Linked DNA regions of Mus musculus: region 1 is linked to region 2. A link is a contact called in public Hi-C data. All regions are on one chromosome and are shown on one strand. The core of a region is the stretch at or near the end of the contact, and the rest is flanking DNA. Distances in the headings are between cores, read along the strand shown. Region 1 holds the start of Wipi2 (WD repeat domain, phosphoinositide interacting 2). Region 2 holds the start of Get4 (golgi to ER traffic protein 4).

Region 1 (5,286 bases), core at 1,244-3,743, 3.4 Mb before region 2:
AGGCTGGCCTTGGATTCCGAGATCCTCCTGACTCTGCCTCCCAAGCAATGGGATTAAAGGTGTGTGCCACCACCAGACTCATTCCTCTTTTTAAAAAAAAATCTGGCCGGGCAGTGGTGGCGCATGCCTTTAATCCCAGCACTTAGGAGGCAGAGGCAGGCGGATTTCTGAGTTTGAGGCCAGCCTGGTCTACAAAGTGAGTTCCAGGACAGCCAGGGCTACACAGAGAAACCCTGTCTGGAAAAAACAAAAAAACAAAAAACAAACAAAAAAATTCTGGCTGGGCATGGTGGCACACACCTGCAATTCCATCACTTGGAAGGTGCTAGAGGATCGGGAATTCAAGGCTAGCAGGACATTGGCTTTTGGGGGGCATGGGGGGAGACACAGGGTTCCTCTGTGTAGCCCTGGCTGTCCTGGAACTCCAGAGCTCTGTAGACCAGGCTGGCCTTGGATTCCGAGATCCTCCTGCCTCTGCCTCCCAGTACTGGACTCAAGGTGCCTGTCACCAAGCCTGTGTTCTCGTGTGCTCTAAGTCATGGCACTGCACTGAACTCCCTGCATAGCTCGAACCTACAATTCCTTCCAACGTAGGTTTCTAGATCTCTTTGGCAAGTCAAAAAATGACACAAGTCTTGTTTTTAAATACTAACTTCATAACCTAGTGGGTTCAGGGCTGAGGGAGGGGTGTCTCAAAATAAGTAAGTAATATTAGAATTTCCTAGTGATCCTCAAACCCTGATGGTTCAGAGGCCAAATCACTACTGGTTAGAAATGCTTTCCTCCCACCTGCATGGAGCCTGCTTACTCACTAGGCAAATTGCAACAGGTTGTCCCTGTAGCCTTTGTTGTGCTGGCTTTAGGACACGACACAATTTTTAGCAGCCTGAACGTGTGAGAGGTACACACCTGCCAGTGTGCATACACTTGTGTGGAGGTCAGTTGTTTAGGCCAGGTGTCTCCCTCTTTATTTACCAAAGTAGGGTCTCTTCCCTGAACCCCAGAGCTCACTGACCCTGCTCATCTAACTAGCCAGGGATCTGCTGGGATTATAGACAGCTGCCTAGCTTTTCTATGGGTGCTGGGATCCCAACTCTGGGCCTCAGAGTTGTGTGACAAGTGCTTTATCCACTGAACCAGCTCTCCAGTGCCCAGGTCCACTATTACTTCTGGACTCAGTGTCTTTAGCATTCTGTTCTAATGTAGAAAAGACCCAGTGTGTTACAACGGAAAGAACACCAGGAGAGCAACCTCAGGGGATGAGAACCCAAGCCTGCCCCATCCCACTATTAGCCAACTTTAAGATCCTGACAGACTCTAGCCCTTTCTGAACTTCACAGTCTCATTTGTGGCTGGTCCCAATTTCAGGACAGCACCTCCTTCTTGAGCTCGTCTAAAGGTCCAACTGAGCACCTGTTGCACCTCCCTCCACACAGGTACTTGCCATTCTCCAATCTAACTTTTAAGTGAGGAAAAACAAAAGCCTCAGTCCCTGCCTTGCTAATGCTATTGTGCCAGTAGCGACCAACTACTTAGTGTGATGCCAAGTGACCCATTCCTCCTCCTCTTACATCACTTCCTCTTACTCACTTCCCAAGATGGCTCTTCTCCCTTCCAGTCCCATAACTCATCCATCCTTCATCAGAAACCTCATCTATTACCTACCTTCCAGGTATGCCAACGAGGCAGCCTTGAAGAACCAGATGGGGAACTACAGGAGTTCAGTCCGGTAAAACAGTGGACCGGTACGAAGGTTCTTTTTTACCCCAGGAATAGCCCACCTCACCCCCTTTTGAAGCTCCCAGACCCCTTGAGGATAAAGTCTCAGATCGAAGGCCTGGATTACTACTGCCGTTTGGTCCTTTTTTGGAGGAGACCAAAGTTACTTGCCAGAAAGGTCGGCAGAGAAGAAATAAGCAAACAGAAAAAGAAAAGCCATGAAAAGCGACAGAAGCAGTGAGGATACAGATGTATAGAAAGGGGGAGGCGGGCGATGCCCAGGATGGCCGCAAAACCGAGTCCGGGTGACAGGCGCAAACCGGCGTGCACAGTTCCTTCCTAACTTTGCGAAAGGCCAGGTCTCAGGACAGGTGGATGGGGGCACCCCGAGTTCCATCACCTCCCCCGGCCCAGGAGGCAGCAGCGCTCGAGCGGCCGCGCGGGCTCAGCACGCCCCCCGCCCATACCCCTCAACCTGACCAGCCCTGGTCTCTGCCCCGGCCCCGCGTCCGCGCCCGGCCTTACGTGTTATCCTGGTTGAAGTTGGCGAACAGCAGCTGGCCGGCGCCGGCCTCTCCGCTCTGGCTCGCCAGGTTCATGGCTGCGAGCGCGCGACGGCCTCGGACCCCCCTTGGCGGGAGCGCGCGCAGCTCGACTCGGGCGGCCCGCGGGAGCACGCTACACTCAGGATCGACGTCCGGTCCGGCAGGTCGCCCCGCTCGCCGCCTCTCGCTGCGCGGGGACCAACTGCCGCCTCATCCCGTCCCCACTCTTGTTTATGCTCCAGAGCCGGGACGGGCTGCGCGCTTGCGCGGTCCCGCCCACCCTCGCGTCGCACGGCGGCGTTCCGCGCAGGCCCGCTGCGTAGGCCCCGCCTCTTCGCCGCAGGCATCCGCGGGTGTTTCCGGTCGACTGCGCATGCATAAAGGTGCGCTGGTGGGTGCGCCTGCGCGTGGCGGAGAGTGGGCGGGGGCTTGCTGTCTGAGAACGGCGAGTTACCTCGTTGGTCCTGAGTCGTTGATCATTGTTCTAGGAACTTTGGCGCACCGCGTTGCTCGAAGAGAATGTCGCACGTCCGTTTTGCAGATTTGAAAAGCGAGGCGCAGAACTGCAAACGATTTGCCAAATGTTGGGTCTGAGACTGGAAAGGCGCGTGCGGTCACGGTCCTTGGGACAGGATTCTACTTTAAATGTATTGGTCCGTGCAACAGTCTATGGGAAGCACCTTTCTCTCCTTCCCGCTGCTTCCCTTCTTTCCTTTCTCTTCTTCCCTTCAAGGAGATAGAAATGTTCTGGTGGCGAAGGTCCTGGAGAAGAGAGAGACTTGTTCTGTGCTGTTAGAACTGAACCTCTAGGCAAGAGGCTGGTAGTTCCCAAGAGCAGTGTGCTGTCCTTGAGGACAGTTAAGCGGGGAGCAAAGTCGAACTTTGTTAGTACAGCCAGAGGGGCAAAGATGGCAAAGTTGTTGAGGAAAAGATGGCGCACACTTTCCCACCCTTCCTGTTTCGTGTTTTTGTTTTGTTTGTTGTCTTTGGATCGGGGCTCATCTATCTTAGGCTAGCTTTGGACTCTGTAGCTGAGGTTGACCTTGAATTCCCGGTCTTCCTGCCTTTACCTCTTAAAAGATTATGGAGCTGCACCACCACGCTTGTTTAAAGTAGCCTTTAAAATGGTTTGCTTTAGCCTTTGGAGACCTTGGCTCTTCTGGAACTCACCATCTTAATCTTCAATGCATAGAAATATACTGCCCTCGGCCATCTGCCCTCCGTCCTCTGCCCTCTGGTGCTGGAATTAAATGTGCTACGATTCCCAGCTTTTCTTTTTTTTTTTTTTAATGAATTCTTTAAGAATTTCATGCAAAGCATTTTGATCATATTCAACCTCACCACCACCCAGATCCACTCTTCTTCCCTACCCACCCAACTTTATGTCTTTTTTTTTTTCAGTCTTTCTTTTTTAAACCCACCAATTCCATTTTGTGTTGCCTATATAGTTTTGGATATGGTCTTCCACTGGAAGACCTATCGGAGATCATACATACCCTTGAAGGAAATTGATTCCCCGTTCCCAGCAGCTACCAGTTAACAACAGCTTAGCTAGGTGTGAGGCTTCATGCCCATCTCTCTTATACATACATCTTGCCTGGCTTAGCTTGCACAGGTCTGGTATATTCCACTGTGAGTTCATGTGTGTAGCTGCCCTGCTAGTCCAGAAAACACCATTTCCTTGACAGTATCCAGTGCCTCTGGCTCTTATAGTCTTTCAGACTCTTCTACAGTGGTCCTTGATCACTGGGAGGAGGGGTGTGGTATCTGTGGCTCACTTTTGGCTAGTTGTGGGCCTCTGTGTCAATAACCATCTTCTGCAAATAGAAGCTTTTCTGATGAGAGCTGAGAGATGCATTTCTCTATGGATGTAACAATAAGGGGTCACTTAAATACTATGTCTATTCAGCAGACTAGTGGTGGTAGGGCCTCCCCTAAGGTCTGTGTCCCACCTGCCCACAGGTTCTCGGCCTTGACAATGGTTCTGGATATGGGTTTCATTTTGTGGACCAGGCCTTAAATCCAATTACTATTATTGGCACAAGGAAAGACTTTCTGAACAGGACCCCAGTAACTTAGGCATTAAGACTAACAATTAATAAACGGAATCTCAGGAGACTAACAAACTTCTTTACCACAAGGACATCATCATTTGAGTGAAGAGGAAGCCTTCAGAACTGGTAAACAACGTTTAGAAGCTATACACCTGGCAGAGGGTTACTATCAAGAATATACAAAGACTGAAGAAAAAATATCAGGAAATAACCCAATTTAAAAATGGGGCATGGAGATCCAAGTGCTGGTGCATGGGTTTAATCCCAGCACTCAGAAGGCAGAGGCAGGAGGATCTCTGAGTTAGAGGCCAGCCTGGTCTACAGAGTGAGTTCCAGGACAGCCAGGGCTACACAGAGAAACCTTATCTTGAAAAAAAATCACCCCCCTCCCTAATGGGACATAGACCTGAACATGAAGTCCCTAAAAGATGAAGCAGAACCAGTCAGGAAACATTCTTTTAAAAGTTCAACATCCTTAGCCATCAGGGAAATGCAAATTAAAGCTTTGAGATTTTCCTTTTACCCTCAGTCAGAACTGAGGCTAAGATTTTCCCCCACACGGATGTGGGGGGAAAGGCACATTTACTTGCTGCTGGTGGGAGTTGCCAATGGCACAACCACCGTGAAAATCAGCATGAGGTTTCCTCAAAAAGCTGGAAATAGATCAACTCCATACCTCACCTCTCCCACTCCTGAGCATGCACCCCAGGACCAGCTCTCACTACAGAGATCCCCACTCATCTGTGTCCGATGCTGTTCTATTCCTAATAGACAGGAAGAGAAACTGCCTAGATGCCCATCAGCTAAAGAACGGATAATGAGAATGTGGTGTGTTTACACAATGGATCGTAATCAACTGGTAAGAAAAAGTGAAATGTGGCTCACAGGTCAATGGATGGAGCCAGAAATAATCATTCGAAAGGAAGTCACCCAGACCCCAAAGACAAACACCCCAGGTTTTCTCCCAT
Region 2 (5,068 bases), core at 1,752-4,251:
AAAGCCAGGGCTGGTGATTTGACACAGCTTAGTAGGTAAGGGTGGCTGTCACCAAGACAGTCTGATGAATAGAGTCAATCCAAAATGACAGAAGAAAAGTGGCTCCTGCAAGCTGTCCTGACTGCCGTGAGCGAGTACTATGCTGTCCAGCAGTCCTGCCCATGGACCGACCCTGAGTCTAGGTGGCGCTCTATAGGCACTCCTGGGGCCTACAGTGTTGAGAGAAGCTGAGGTCTACTTGAGTTCTGTAACAAGTACTGGGCCCTGGTGGAATGCTGTGTCCCTGGAGCACACTGCACCCCAGTCCTCTTGCTGGTCAGTTCTTTGTATGCCGATAACACGTGGCTTCAAACAGTTACAAGGAGGAACTTGCCCATCACCATCCCTAGTCCACCGTGACCAAGGGAACTCTTCTAGTCACACAACACCAACAAGAACATCCTCAGTCACAGCAGGGTTGACTCAAAACAAGGACACGCTTACTCTCCGGATCTCACTTTTGTTGATTAAATAAAACAATGAGTGGGGGCAGTAGGGGCGCAAGCCTTTACTCTAGTGTCAGGGAGGCGAAAGCAGGTAAACCTGAATTTGAGGCCAGGATGGTTTGCAGAGTGAGTTCCAGTAAAATAAAACAAAAATGTAAGACACCAGGGTGTACCCTGAGTGCTGCAGAAGTATACACAGTGACTGGCCTGCTACACAGAGTAACCCCTGTAATCCAGGGGTTAGCTCTGTCTAATCCTTTGTTTCTTCACTCAAAAATTGCTTGGGCCAATTGGCTGATCCTATTCAGTGATAGACAGCTCAACTCAGAGGAAAAACCAACCATTCAGCAGGCCTGATGACACAGGCTTGACATCCTAGCTACTTAGGAAGCTCAACCTGTATGATCAAGAATTTAGGTCTGCCTGAGTCAGACCTGAAGGCACACCACCTCAAAATTTTAAGTGGAAAAAAACAAAAGGGAGTGTAGCGTGTGAGATGTCCTGGGCTCTATTCCCAACAGGACAAAACAAAACCAAAAACCAGTTACTTTATCAATCATTATGTAGTTGTTTCTACATGTAAAAATTAACTTTATTTTTTAAAGACAGGGTTTCTCTGCCTTGGCTGTCCTGGACCTCACTTTGTAGAACAGGCTGCCCTCCAACTCACAAGAGATCGGCTTGCCTTTGCCTCTTGAGTGTTGGGATTAAAGGTGTGTGCCACCACACGTGGCTACAGATTTTTATCTAAAGAATACAGCAAGTGCCTTCCCAATATAATTAATATAATTAAGAGTGTTTTAGTTTTTGTTTTTAAAGGCACTAGGGACACTGTGATGAAACTAGATGTCGCCAGACTGGTTTGTATTTATAGTGTCTAGTTTACAGAAAAATTCCCCAACAAGGCTGCCCTTCAGGTAACCTGTGATTAGAGCAAGGGCTAATGTTTCGATAAGCTGACTAAACCCCGCTGCTCCAAATCCAGGGCGCCCAATAGGTAAAGAAAACAGGAAGTCTTTGACACCAAGGACGCCAAGGCTCATCCCACACCTGCCAACCCCCTGGACTGAGCACTTACGGAGGGAAATACTGCAAGGCTGGTCCCTGATGGCTTGCTAACTACTGCGTGTGGCCTTAACCATGCCCCTCCCTCCCATGTCCACCTGGCTACTTGCCAGGCTCAATCTGGGCATGTGGGAAGTGGGAATTGTCCTCAGATGTAAACAAGTATCACTCACGAGCCAGAGGGTTCCCAGAGCACTGATTCTTCAGCCCCCAACAGGGCTTCAAGGCAGTGAGGCCACTGTGTACAGTGTCATCCACTGTCATGGCAGCTTTATCCAGCCCACAGAACACACCGTGCTCAGATCAAGCTAGAGGGAGTGACTGTAGGAGGAGTTCCACAGCACGTGGGCCCTAGGTGACAGTAATGGGTGGATGATAATGTGCAACTGGTACAAGATAACCACTTTCCACTCCTTTTACTGAAGGCCTAAAATTGCCCTAAAACAAAACGTATTTTAAAACGAAAAGTAGGTCTAAGGGGCACAGGGGCCAAACCCACACTACGGACATGGAGCAGAAATGCTGATGTCCTGTAGTCAGGAATAAAGTTCTACGTAGGAATTATCAGCTGGCAGATGCACAGAGGCAGGAATACAGATGGCCACAGGCTGGCCCACGGTGTCAGCATCTGACCACACTTTAGCCGGCTGTGCAATTCCAATCACTGGCCACAGAAGGGAGGACTAGGTGAGACTACTCTGACAACAGGACTCGCCAACCAGCGGAAGCCTTCAGAGAAAGGGAGGCCAGGCGAGGAAGAGGGTGTGATAGAGAAGGAGTGGCGGGAAGAGAGGCCTGTAAGAGGGAGGAGGCCTAAGTGAAGAGGAGAGAGGCTAGTGATAAAACTGAGTCCAGGGAAGGGGAGGCCTGAGAAGAAGTTGGCTGGGGAAGGAGGCCTGGGAAAAGGAAGGAAGGAAGGACGGGGGAAGGGCAGCTCTGAGAGTAAGGCAGGGACTCAGAAAGACGAGGCCGAGAGAGGAGGAGGGGGAACCAGGCAGAGAAGAGGAGGCCCTGCCGAGTAGTACAAGCCCGCCGCCCCCGCTCTGCTCCGCGACAGGCAGCCGCATAAACCAATGAGGGTGCGGGGCGCCGCAGCGCAGCCAATGAGCAACAGCGGAGGTGGGGCCTCGGCGCTAAGCCGCCACCCGCGCCCACCTGAAGAAGAGGGTCCGGTACATCTGGTGCGCCTCGTAGTAGTCGCCCTTCTCGACGCTAGCACGCAGCTTGCCCTCCACGCGCTGGACGCCGCCGCGGTTGCGGGCGCCGTTGCGGGCGCCCTCCTGCTCTGCCATCGCCGCCGCCGCCGCCATGGGCCGGCGTTCCGCGCAGAGCTGACGCTGTCGCAGGCGCGGTCGGCGGCGCCTCCCGGCTTCCGTCCCTGCGGCCGCCGCACTCCTTCTACGGTGGCCGCGAGGAGCCGTGCGAGGGCGGGCGCGCCGCGGGCCGCACGTGATCGAGGCGGAGCCTGCCGGGATCGCGGGAGCCGCGCGAGGACACGCCCCTGAGGGGGGGTCTGAGAAGGACCCTGAGAACACAGGCCAGGAAAAGCCGACGGGGTGGGGCTCTCAGACTATCGCGGGAACTTGTTTGTAGTCTTGCGAGAGTGGGCGGGACCGAGGTCTTGGGCGGGACTACACGCTGAGCTGTCCCCAGCTTAGTGTCATCACTGCACAATGTAATCAGCCACGTAGGCTGCGCAAGTAAACTGAGGCAGAAGACTCAGCGATGAGGCGTCTTATTCGCGCGCCCCCTGAAGTTACCCTTAGCGCATGGATGAACCAGACACATTTTAGAAGCTTTGACCTGTCTCACACCTGCCCGGGGAGTGCCCCTCCAGGTGGCAGTCATCCTTAGTGACATCTGGGACAGGGCAGTATGCTCAGGCTAGAACCTGTAATGTCTCCAAGAAGACCTGGCTGTGGTTGGAGCAGGTGACAGCAGAGAAGGGAGGAAGGTCATGATTAATTGGGGGAGGATGGGAGGTGCTGGCCAGGGTCAGAGTTGTCCTCTGACAGCATCCAAAACTCAGGTTACAAAACCCTACACATATCCTTAAATAATGAGTTTGGATGCTGGAGATGAAGTTCAGGGCGTTCATTTCTGTCAGCTACACACTCTCAGCCTTCCATTTACTCTGGCCCTTGAACTTGTGACTCTCCTGCCTCAACTTACCTACTTTTTATGCCTGCACCCGGGCCAGCTGGACTAGCATTTTCTGCACCACACCCATGTGCAAGCAGAAAGCATGGTAACAGATTAAGGAGTCTGTAAACATGATCTCTTGCTGTGGGGTCCGCTTAAATCCAACCTAAAACCAACATAACTCAAGACACCAGGTCAACGCAGGTAATCAAGCCGCTATTGGTCAGGGCCGCAGAGCAGATGAAGCTGAAGTAAAACCCTGAGGGAATACTGTACAGCCTAAAGGATGAAAATATAGAGAAAGGGGGAGGTGGGTGGGCAGGCTGTAGCACTGTCTAATCATAATCCGTCGTAAGGGGTTGGACAAGGGCGTTCCCACTGTATCAGGATAGGTTGGTTCCTAGGCCTGGAAACATAAACATTAGTTTGACCCTGCCAGCAAGATGAAGTTGTCCTCGAGATGTCTGGACTCAAGACAACTATTTCCTTACAACAGAAGCTGTTCAAAGTAAGCTATTGGGAAGTCCCTAGCTCCCCTAGGGCCTGGGAGCTTGGTTTCTTGATATGATTAAATGGAGCCTGAAAACAAGATGGTAGTACTTAGAATAAATGTCTTTTGCTGGTTCCCAACACTCTGACAGTACCGTGCTCACCCTTCTGTGAAGAGGGATGATGCTCTGTGGGCACTACCACATAAGGAAGGACCACTTGGATACAGCATTCTACCTGATGATCCAGACACCTAGTAACAAAGGGGCAAGTGATTCATGCTGCATGAGTGTCCGACCAGGGGATGACTTGTCTGGATGGGACAGTGTAGTACAGTTTGTCATAAATTCTTTTTGGAACTTTTTCCCCTCCTAGATAGGGCCTATTATATTGCTCTGTTTGAGTGTTCTGCAACTTGCTATGTAGAACAGTCTAGTCTTGAACTTACAGTGGTCCACCTGCCTTTGCCTCCTGAGTGCTGGGATTAAAGGTGAGCACTACCCTCCTGGCTGGAATTCTCTCAAGATGTTTAGCAGGTCCTCAAGAGAGCAAAGCCCTAGTAACAGGCTTCTCTTTAAAACAGAAACAGCTAGGGGCTGGAAAGATGGCTCAGTGGTTAAGAGCACCTACTGCTCTCCCAGAGGTCTTGAGTCCAATTCCCAGCAACCACATGGTGACTCACAACTTTCTGTAATGGGATCTGATGCCCTCTTTTGGTGTGTCTAAAGACAGCTACAGTGTACTCATATACATAAAATTAATCTTTAAAAAGAGAGAGAGAGAAAGAGACAGAGAAACAGCTGCATGGTGTGGGCTCAGCACTCAGGCAGAGGCAAGCAGATTGGACGTCGAGTCCAGCCTGGTCTACAGAGTGAGTTCTAAGATAT

Evidence for each region. Hi-C and Micro-C count contacts between places; a contact is called where the count stands out from the background.
Region 1: a Hi-C map of CD8 T cells shows a contact between it and region 2, with 4 times the contacts expected there. The contact joins the promoter of Wipi2 here to the promoter of Get4 in region 2. A contact is called at or near these places in 2 of 484 Hi-C or Micro-C datasets (CD4 T cells and CD8 T cells).

What each region holds. Positions count from the first base shown.
Region 1 is chr5:142,626,791-142,632,076 of GRCm38.p6, reverse strand. It overlaps Wipi2 (WD repeat domain, phosphoinositide interacting 2), which reads right to left and starts at 2,493. Exons shown (of 12, transcript NM_178398.4): 1 at 2,245-2,493. The coding sequence starts at 2,318.
Region 2 is chr5:139,250,257-139,255,324 of GRCm38.p6, reverse strand. Get4 (golgi to ER traffic protein 4) reads right to left here and starts at 3,001. Exons shown (of 9, transcript NM_026269.2): 1 at 2,706-3,001. The coding sequence starts at 2,860.